3 separate regions of the Mus musculus genome follow, and all the other regions are linked to region 3. A link is a contact called in public ChIA-PET data. All regions are on one chromosome and are shown on one strand. The core of a region is the stretch at or near the end of the contact, and the rest is flanking DNA. Distances in the headings are between cores, read along the strand shown. Region 1 overlaps Mta3 (metastasis associated 3). Region 2 has its middle 5.5 kb from the start of Gm35125. Region 3 overlaps Thada (thyroid adenoma associated).

What was found. ChIA-PET counts read pairs in DNA pulled down with a chosen protein or histone mark.
Region 1: an RNA polymerase II ChIA-PET map of memory CD8 T cells shows a contact between it and region 3, with 185 read pairs. The contact joins two enhancer-like sites. A contact is called at or near these places in 1 of 484 Hi-C or Micro-C datasets (cortical neurons) and 2 of 115 datasets of contacts at active chromatin or transcription factors (effector CD8 T cells and memory CD8 T cells).
Region 2: an RNA polymerase II ChIA-PET map of memory CD8 T cells shows a contact between it and region 3, with 50 read pairs. The contact joins two enhancer-like sites. A contact is called at or near these places in 4 of 15 datasets of contacts at CTCF or cohesin (the NIH/3T3 cell line, large pre-B cells, pro-B cells and 1 more), 39 of 484 Hi-C or Micro-C datasets (the G1E-ER4 cell line, the MC38 cell line, the N1E-115 cell line and 23 more), 21 of 115 datasets of contacts at active chromatin or transcription factors (the HPC-7 cell line, the NIH/3T3 cell line, T-cell acute lymphoblastic leukemia and 16 more) and 4 of 9 other capture datasets (adipose tissue, embryonic tail, embryonic trunk and 1 more).

Annotation. Positions count from the first base shown.
Region 1 is chr17:83,769,300-83,772,565 of GRCm38.p6, reverse strand. All of the region lies in intron 8 of Mta3 (metastasis associated 3), which reads right to left. Gm46597 (predicted gene, 46597) reads left to right here. Exons shown (of 3, transcript NR_168497.1): 3 at 623-927. Among named protein-coding and RNA genes, the nearest start is that of Gm46597, 7.1 kb to the left of the region's middle. Within about 2 kb of position 1,690, at least 16 of the 459 cell types and tissues checked have an H3K27ac peak or open chromatin away from gene starts, as enhancers often do. A contact at or near this core is called in memory CD8 T cells, where this site is marked.
Region 2 is chr17:83,878,476-83,881,903 of GRCm38.p6, reverse strand. No RefSeq gene overlaps it. Among named protein-coding and RNA genes, the nearest start is that of Gm35125, 5.5 kb to the right of the region's middle. Within about 2 kb of position 1,508, at least 33 of the 459 cell types and tissues checked have an H3K27ac peak or open chromatin away from gene starts, as enhancers often do. A contact at or near this core is called in the HPC-7 cell line, memory CD8 T cells and regulatory T cells, where this site is marked.
Region 3 is chr17:84,417,865-84,421,293 of GRCm38.p6, reverse strand. All of the region lies in intron 21 of Thada (thyroid adenoma associated), which reads left to right. Among named protein-coding and RNA genes, the nearest start is that of Gm24722, 28 kb to the right of the region's middle. Within about 2 kb of position 1,788, at least 124 of the 459 cell types and tissues checked have an H3K27ac peak or open chromatin away from gene starts, as enhancers often do. A contact at or near this core is called in the HPC-7 cell line, memory CD8 T cells and regulatory T cells, where this site is marked.

The DNA of each region.
Region 1 (3,266 bases), core at 441-2,940, 650 kb after region 3:
ACACTACACTTACCTACACCCACTGGTGGGTTTACAGTGATGCATGCACCCATGAAAGTCACTCCACACATGCTACTGCACATATAGCTCAACTTAAAATTACAGATGGATTTGAAAACTAAGCACAGGACAAGCTACGTCTCCCCTCAGAGGAAGACTCTGCAGAGGTCGCATCTTCTCCGTAGATACGTACATGCGTGCTGCAAGATCCACTCGAATCTAAATTCTGAAAATCATAACTGATCACAAGCTGTTCCCTCTGCCAAAAAGCAAAGGTGTTGTCACATGTCATCTCATTCATAACAGATGGAAATGACAAACACAAGTATTTTAGGAGGAAGACTGACAAGGAGATCTTGGCAAGGGGATTTCTCATCTTTTGTTCATTTTGATCATCGTGGTAAAAAACGATTGTTGTTCAAACATTTCACCCCTGCCCCGGACCTCACAGGAGGCCACCCTGCCCTACACAGACACTGGGTTTCAGCACACGATTTGCTTGCCCAGTAAAGATGTTACATGACATAAGCAATCTTTAGTATGAGTTTGTGCATTTAGCCTCTTTTCAAAAATTCTGGCGTATTTAAATTCTCTACTCTATTCCCCCCACATTCAAATCCAGTGATCTTCTGAGGTCTCCTGCATTCGTGCTAAAGTACTGGCTGAAGAGTCTCAGTTGGCAGAATCTTATCTGACATACACGAACTCCTGGGTCCAGACAGCAGCACCTCGCAACACCCGCTCAGCAATGCACACCCTAATCTCAGTGCTCACGATGGAGGCAACAGCATCAGAAATCAATACACAAGGAAGTTCAAGGCTGAACCACGACACTTAAAGCCTTCCTTTAAATAAATAAATAAATAAATATAAATAAATAAATAAATAAATAAATAAATAAATGGATGAATAAATGAATGAATAAAAGCAATGTCTGTTGCCACCAAGCCTGACCGCCTGAGTTAACTCTCCACAGTGTCATCTGGCAAACACACAGTCAGGCAGCTGCCAGAACAATGCCTGACTCGACTCCAGAGGACTCCAGACAGAGCTGGGGTGAGGAAGGGACACCTCAGGGACATCCCATGGGAGCAGGGAAGGGGGCGGCATTTTCAGAAGATATTCTGTGTTACAGGCATTAGCGCTGTTCCGATACCCGAGTCCATCTCTTATTGAGCCAGCACAGCCAACCTTCCTCAGTCCAGACCTGCCACCAGAAAGCCTGCCTGTCACTGATCCTCGGCGATGGGTCCTCCTGCAGCTTCTTAACTGCTTGGCGCCTTGGGTTCATCACCTGCAGACTTATCCTGGTGTTCAAGGCCACAACCAAAACTTCTTTCTTTGACTCTGCTCTCCAAGTTACTTAGTTTCCAGAGTCCAAGCAGCAGAGAGAAGCAGAGCACGTGTCTCCTCTGGGAGCGAGGCATGTCCCTGACGATGCTGACACTGCCCTGCAGGCCAAGGGGTGGCCTTGTGACCAACATCACAAATAGGGGTGGAGTGGAGGGCACTCTACCAATGCCAGTGACAATAGGGTAGCAATGTTTCAGTCCAGGACAGATTGCATACATCACACATACAATACTGGCACCAGGGTTGCACTACCTGGTGACTTCACGGCCATCTTCCTTTGTGTGAGACCTTCATGATGTTCCCACCGCAAGAGAAGGCAGGGCTTGACTACAGTGCTTACCAGCCAAGCGAGGGGGAAGGGTGTCAGCTGGGTGTAAGCATTTCTCGTTGATGCTTTCCCCTCTGTGTGCTACACAAAATACGTTCTATTTTATGAAGTGAGCAACATGTATGAACGAACCCTCCATGAGCACAGTATAGTTTGTTGTTTGCACTTTGAACTCTTGATCTGCATGCTCCTACCTCCCAAGAGCTAGGATTGCGGGGTGCACTACCAACCAGGGTCCTCAGTATCTTAACAATATCAATCTTACGGATCTTAGATCAGCAACACCTGAAATCTGCAGCTCTGCTGCATTCATAACTGACCTCAAAATGAGGAAGTCAGAACCGGGCATAAACAGCTACTTGCCCCCAAGTACTGGTGATTGACAAGAGGTACAGGTGTCCTAGATGAGCAAACGGTCGAGGAATGCTAAAAGCCTGGAGTCCCCTTTATAAAGTCCCCAAGGAAAATGGACAGACAGTGAAAGGCCACTATGAGGGCTGGTGAGATGGCTCAGCGGGTAAGAGCACTGACTGCTCAAATCCTAAGTTCAAATATCAGCAACCACATGGTGGCTCACAACCACCTGTAATGAGATCTGATGCCCTCTTCTGGTGTGTCTGAAGACAGCTACAGTGTACTTATTTATAATAATAAATAAATTTTGGGGCCAGAGCGAGCAGGGACTGAGCGAGCAGAGTTGATAGAGCGAGCAGAGGTCCTAAATTCAATTCCGAACAACCACATGAAGGCTCACAACCATCTGTACAGCTACAGTGTACTTACATTCATAAAATAATTAATAAATAAATAAATCTTAAAAAAAAAAAAAAAGGCCGCTACGAGTTTTTCATGCATCCCATCTGGCAAGCAATGCCCAAATTCTGTATGCAGACTTTAAGCATCAGTTTTAATCAGCCCCACCCAGATTGAACATCAATTCCTAGGACCTTAAGATTCCAAATGAACGTGAAGCTACAGCAGTTTAAACAGGAAGCCAAGGTCTTCCATATGTCTGTCTGTTTGTCCTACCCATCCCATCTCTCTTTCTTTCTGTTTCTCTCTGCTCTGTCTGTCACACACACACACACACACACACACACACACACACACACACACACACATATATTCAAGAATAGCTAATCCAGAAAGATAAACACCCGCGGCGTTCTAGTGATGAGGAGGCGGAAGGCAGGTAGGAGAGCTGGTGGACCAGAGAGGCCTTGGTAGAGACAAGAATGGATGTGATTCAGCAACACAGCCCCCAGCTGCCCGAGCCTCCAGGTCTCCTTCTGCTTAATAAAAAACACTGCAGTAATGAGCTGGGTGTACGTGATGGTGTACACCTTTAATCCTAGCACTGTGGAGTCAGAGGCAAGTGAAGTCCAGGCCAATCTGGTCTACTGATTGAGTTTAGGCCAGCCAGAGCCGCATAGTGACAGTCTCTAAATAAATAAATTGATCTTCAATTATATATTACTGTAATTTTTAAAATAATGTGTGATAACGTGACCACTAAACAAACAGGGATGGAAATACCAGAGAGTCAGAAGTCACCTTCTTAGAAGATGCATAATAGTATTAACCC
Region 2 (3,428 bases), core at 259-2,758, 540 kb after region 3:
TGACATAAAAAGGCCTAGCCTAGTGTGGGCAGTTGTTGTGGAATAATAATAATCATAATCATAATAAATCCATGCTATTGGTGGAAAGGCACCAACGGGCTGGCCGGCCAAGCACTGGTGGGCAATGGCCAGACTGTTAGCATCTTGTGGAGACTTTCTGACTCAAAGCTCCGAAATCTCTCCACCCAGCTTGCTAAGTTCCCACTGGCCGGTTGCTACCACACCAGCCTCATGCTTCAAAACTCCCATGGCCTTTTGTGGTGCACTTCTGGGAAACCTACAATGTGCTGCCGCTATACCTTTCTCTCTGGAACCCAGTCAAGCCACGGCGTAAAGGAAAACACCACACAAACTTAGTTCAGAATCAATGGTAACTCAATCACTGGGCACACCAACTAGAACCCTAATCTTGTAAGCCATATTAAATCTAAATCCTCCGGCCTCAAATCCTAGTGGATTCATCATCTAAACCAGGAGAAACTAGTAGCTACATCTTGTCCTCTCGATGTCCCTGTCCAATCACTCTCCTGCCTCCTCTCTTCCTCTCTCCAACCAGTAAGCCCTGCCTGCTTGCCCAGTGATTGGTCTCTTTATTCATTAGGGGAGGGTTCATAAGAAGTCACCTGAGTACAGGACTCATCCCTCGTTCCAGACATCCCTTCCTGGGAAAGTGGAATTAACATCAAAATACAAACAGCACCAGGGCCATTCACAACAGGAAGTGCCATCCCTGGGCAGCTCCTGGGATGTATAAGAAAACAGTCTGAGCAAGCCATGGGGACAAGCACTCCTCTATGGTCCCTACCTCACTTATTGCTCACTTACTGCCTGCCTTCAGGTTCCTGCTCCGGTGAAGGACTGTACTCAGGACATCTATCTCAAACACACACTTTCTTCTCCCAGATGCTTTGGGTCATGGTCTTAAGCACAGCCATAGACACAGCAACTGTCCGTAAGAAACGGCCAGTAGCTGCTTTCGCCAAACATGGCCTGCTCTCAACGACCTCTTTATCTCACCTATAGCTCTTTGAGTTTAACCTGTAGAATTACTTTTTAAACTTTGTGGGCTTCTTTTTTTTTGTGTCGCCCTCAATTTTTAACTGTGTGTTCATGTGAGAAGGGACATTTGCACACGAGAGCAGCACCCAAGGAGGCCAGAAGAGCCCCAGAAGATCTGGAGATACAGGAGTCCATCAGGGGCTCAATATAGGTGCTGGAAAAGGAACTCAGGACGTCTACAGAAACAGGAAACACTTTTAACCTCCAGCCCTCTCTATAGCTCCTGTAGGTTTCTATATATCAGGTTCTAACTTCCTTCTTAGACCAAAGCCACACCATTTATTTACTTTAAAGTTTATCTTGACTTTAAGCTACCGGTAAGGAGCCTGTGGCAGTTCTAGATGCGCTGCTGTCCAGTAAAGAATTTAAGCTGTATCTGTATGGCCTTCAGGATCCTCACTGTCTACCCGTGAGGCCCACGAGACATGCCCTTGAGTGTTACTAAGGCATCACAGAAGGATTTACAGCCACACCCTTGGCTTCCTCTTCATCCCCACCCACACTTCGCTGGCAGCACCCTGGCCTGTGCTTTTGACCTGAAGCCTGTTCCTTCGTTGAGAGATTTCAGCTGGAATGGCAGTCCTAGCCTCCCTAGCTTCCCCAAATTTGCTCCAGAGTGGAACAGTGCCTTCTTTAGCTCGTTGCTCTTCTTTTCTTCAGTGCGTTGCCTGGAGATTGCTTTAGACAGGACAATCTCTGTCACTGTCGTGTCATCACAGACATTGGCCTCTGTATTGCCCGTGATGATCTCAGGCATGGTTTCCTCAGGAGGTTTCCTCCCTGTGTCCCAGGACGCCATCTTCTCAACGTTCCTCAGCTTCTGGCTTCTGAGGGCCCCAAAGCAAAAGCCACCGGTCTCCGTCTTCCCTCACCTTCAATACTTCCAGCCAGGTATCCCCTGCCTTCCCAAGGATGCCCCAGAAAACACTGCTGCTGTTTCAGTCCTGTGTGCTCACTCCCCGATAAGTGAGTCTGAGCTGGTCTGTGATTCATGCTAAGAAACGGAGTGTGGTCGAAGTAGGTTGCCTGAGTTTGAAAGTGCTCTCTCAGAATGCTGCCAGTGGCTCCTCCTTTCCTAAGCACTCACTTCTGGGACTCTTGAGCACCTTGTAAGACTTCCAGCTACCCCACTGGAGAAGCCAGTTGTTCCGATACAGAAAGGTACACAGACATCATGGGGAGAGAGAAAGAGCCAGTACTACCCAGTCAGCCTCCTGATGATCCCAGACACCCATTCCTAACCACCATTGCCTGAGAATTATAAGAAAGAGCAGTGACAGATGCCCTTGATAGTCACCTGGGGCTCCCAGAACCACAGAGATAAGAAAAGGGTGTTTGTCTGTTTTGGTTTGACTTGAATTGCAATTTCTTGTTTGTCTTTGTTATTTCTTCACCTTTTAAAGATTTTTAAAGTTGTGTGTGTGTGTGTGTGTGTGTGTGTGTGTGAATGTCTTTATGTGGGTGGGCACCTGTGAGTGCAGGAACCCAAGGAGGCCAGAAGAGGCCATCAGATTTGCTGGAGTTGGAGTTCTAGGGGCTTTTGAGCTCCCTGCTGTGAGTGCTTGAATCCAAACTCAGATCTATAGATGCTCTTAACCACGGTGGTGGTTTGAATATGCTTGGCCCATGGAGTGGCACTACTAGGAGGTGTGGCCTTGTTGGAGGAAGTGTGTCGCTGTGCGGGTGGGCTTTGAGACTCTCCTCCCAGTGCCTGGAAATCATTCTTCTCCAGTTTGCCTTTGGAACAAGATGTAGAACTCTCAGCTCCTCCAGGGCCATGCCTGCACACTGCCATGCTCCCACCTTGACGAGAATTGAATGAACTTCTAAATTGTAAGGCAGACCCAATTAAGTGTTGTTTTGTCCTTTATAAAGAGTTGCCTTGGACGTGGTGTGTGTTCACAGAGTTGCTCTTCCTCACTCTACACTGAGGCTGCTTTAAACTGGCAAGTTTGGGTGCAGTTTGCTAGGCAGTAACACATAAAACAGTCTAGAGGGCTGGAGAGATGGCTCAGTGGTTAAGAGCACTGACTGCTCTTCTGAAGGTCCTGAGCATTCAAACCCCAGCAACCACATAGTGGCTCACAACCATCCATAATGAGATCCGACTCCCTCTTCTGGAGAGTCTGAAGACAGCTACAGTGTACTTTAAAAAAACAAACAAACAAACAAACAAACAGCCTAGAACACAGCTTTGTCCTATTTTTAATTCTTTAGCCTAATCCTATCCCTAGAATGCAGATTATGAGTTCTCACCTACAACAGTGTGATTGGCAATTTTACTAGCACTGAAGAATATTAAAGTTAGAAAAGAATTATAATTTATAGATTTTTCATATACAGTTTTATTATTTGTTCAAAATATCAGT
Region 3 (3,429 bases), core at 539-3,038:
CTGTGGAGGCCAGAAGAGGGCACCAAATCCCCTGGAACTGGAATTCCAGATGGTTGGGAGCCACCATGTAGATCCTGGGGACTGACCCCTGGGTCCTCTTACCAGAGCAGCAAGTGCTCTTGACAGCTCGTCTAGCTCTTCGTCATATTGACTTTTGAGACACTGCCTTGTTATTGAGCCCAGGCTGGCCTTCCAAGTACTCGAACCACAGCAGGTTCTAAATTCTGCTTTTATAAATAAAAAGTGATTGCATATATTTAATACTTTCAAGAATTAGTTTGTATCAGGGTGACTGGCTGTACCTAAGGTAAATCTGCACATTCTTGGTGCCAAGAACATAGTCACTTAGCAAAGCTACCTTTGCTGTACATGCTGACAAAACCCACCAACCTGAGAGGTCACCACTTAGATAGGTGAGTGTGAACCTAGCCGACTTCTCTCTGTAAAGCTAAAACAGCAGCAGTCAGCCTGAGTCTCCTTCTCACCTCCCTCTTACGTTCTGGGGGTCCTGCTTTTGTTCTCAGATCACCCTGCTTTCTGACCTTGGTTAAGGCTGACTACTCAAGGAGCGCACACAGGAGGATGATTATAACCACGGCTGACAGGAGGCAGGAGGACAAGTTGGGGACTTTGTTGCTATATGGAGAGGAGAGCTGGTGCTTATTTTCAATTCTGAGTTTTTAATGCTTGGTTCATTGAAGGCGCTTTGCTGTGATACTCCCCAGCTCCCTTCAGTATGAGGAAATGGATTCATTACCTGGGCTGACAAAGATCCCAAAGCTAATTTCTGCCTCTGTCCTTCCCCTCATGGGTTCGCGTGGCACAGTGCTCCCTTTGTTCTGAGTGACTCACTTAGGTTTTCTTTAAGGTGATTTCCCCTTCCCCTTCCCCACACCAGCTCTCTCAAGGCATGAAAGATAACTTTCTACTGGAGTTTTGACTACCTGATCCTTCCTATAGAGCATTTCTTGTGAGGCAGTGTGCTCTCCCAGCTTCTTCAAGAGGAAATTGTTCCCCTGGTGGCAGGTCTGACTGTCCTGCTCTGTAATCACACAATGAAAGGTTCTTTTATAGTGTCCTGCGCTGGTGGCAGAGATAAAGCTGCTTTGAGGGCTGTAAGCTGAGACCCTTCAAGAGTGAGCAGTGCACACAAGCTTATCTCAGTGTTTCCTGACTCACTGGTGTGTGTCTAGGTTTCGAGCTTGCTGCTCTGCTGACAGACCTGCTGGATATTTTGTTGGCCCTCTTTCCAGTGTGATGCTGATACTGATCTTTAAATGCCTACTGAGGTTTTAAAATAACTTCTGTGTTGAATATCAATTTCTCTGTAGATTCCACCTAGTGTTTCTAAAAACAGGCTTTTGGGTACGTTTTCTTCACACTTGCTTGCGTCACACTCTGTAGTAGTTGTTCCCACAGAAACCCTGTGAGGAAGTATTGCCAGCTGGTAGAACCTTCTGCTTCAGATTCTGGTGATGCGTGGGTGATCGGGGTCCTTGATTGGCTGGGTGCATTTCCTCTGTTGTGTCATTATTTAATTTTTTTGTGATTGATTACAAACGGAATTCACTCATTAGTATTCATAAGTCACAAAGGAATTGCCTGTTTTATTTTGTTTATATTAGATTTTAGAAATTATGAGTATATTGAGCTCTGATGAGTAGAAGTGTTAACTTTTAAACTTCAGGAGAGACCACATCATTTAGTCGCCTGTTTACTGACTGTTTTACTGCATGGGTGTTGTGGGAACACAGAGAAGACTCAGATGTGGTTTTCTGATCACCCAGAGCTGAGTTATGCAGCGAAGCAGTGCCTCACTTGGAGAACCCAGGCCTGAAGGGTAACAGTCAGACGGTCTGTGCTGAGCATTTGCTAGAACAAGGAAAATAGACCTTCTGGTAAGACGGTGTCTGCACACCAGAAAGCCTTTATAATGATATAGAGGAACAAAGCTTAGATTTTGAAGAAATTCTCATTGTTAGTAAGAAATGATTATAATGGAGCAGGATTGCTTTTAAACATAGTCATTTTATTAGGCTTTAAGTCCTGTGGAGCGTCTCATGTAAACAAAATGGAATTAGAGTCTTCCAGCTGGAGACAGTCCCAACATTATAAGAAATGGTTCTGTTTTAAACTCGGAATTTAAATTAAGGCTTACTATTTTATAGTATACTGTCAAACCAAAATTAGACATTTATAGACTGCTAGTTTATCTGATGGTAAGCTATAGATGCCTGGAGACATAGCAAGTAGCTGTTCTCCCCTGTGGACTTGTGACCTGTAAATCTGTAAAACATTGCTAATTTGCTTTAGGGTTTTATAAAAAGTCAGAAGTAGAATATGTTAAATTTAAAGGGCAGTGTCATGTTTAATTTTAAGATTAGAAATCAGTATCTTCTTTTTATTTCACTTTAGCTTTGGTTTCCTTCAGGGTCCCTGAGAGCTGTGTATGCTGGCTTGTGCCTGTAATCCTAGTACTTGGAGGCTGAGGCAGGAGGATCATCAGAGAGTCAAGGCCAGCTTCAGCTATGTAGTGAGTTTCAAGCCAGCCTGAACTGTAAATGAGACCCTGGCTCAATTAAATATAATAATAAAATATCCGGGGAGAATTTTTGTTTTTTTCCTCGAGATAGGGTTTCTCTGTATAGCCCTATCTGTCCTGAAACTCACTTTGTAGACCAGGCTGGGCCTGAACTCAGAAATCCACCTGCCTCTGCCTCCCAAGTGCTGGGATTAAAGGTGTGTGCCACCACCACCCGGGGAGAATTTATTTTTTATGTTAAAGTTTGTTTGTTTGTTTGTTTTTTTAAAAAAACTGGAAAATAACACTTTTTGACCCTTAGAAACTCAGTTTCTAATGAAATGCTTATATTTTCAGATGACCTTTTCATTTTAAAAACGAAATTGAGAAGTTTTGGGTTCAGTGCTTTCTGCCAGGGTTAATCCCTGGGACCCATGTAGTGGAAGGAGAGAGTGGACTCCCACAGTCTGTCCTCTGACCTCCATTGGCACCCCATACACATACATATACACCAATGAATACATTTGGTTTCTGACCATTTCTTACCACTGTTACCTGCTTTCTGATGCTATGTGTCACCTTGTTCTGGTTATCTACTGAGAGGGTGTCAGCAGGTGCTTGTGTTTTGCTAGGGTTGTGGTCTGCTGGAGAAGACCACCCACCAGGCAAACGTGGGACTGCTTTAGTTGTATGATGTGCTGTTTATTTATGCCATTTGAAGGGAGTTAGCATAAAGAAGCAGTGGGAAAGCGATGTCTGCTGAAGGAGAAGATAGTGGGCTTCTGCAGGCCCTCACGGAAACCCTCTGTGAACAGCGTTCGTTTTTATTAAAGTATGCCACAATATCAGTACTCCATTTTAGGGAAAAGGCTATTTTTTTTGTCCTTATTTTCTCTGCTCTGAAATGC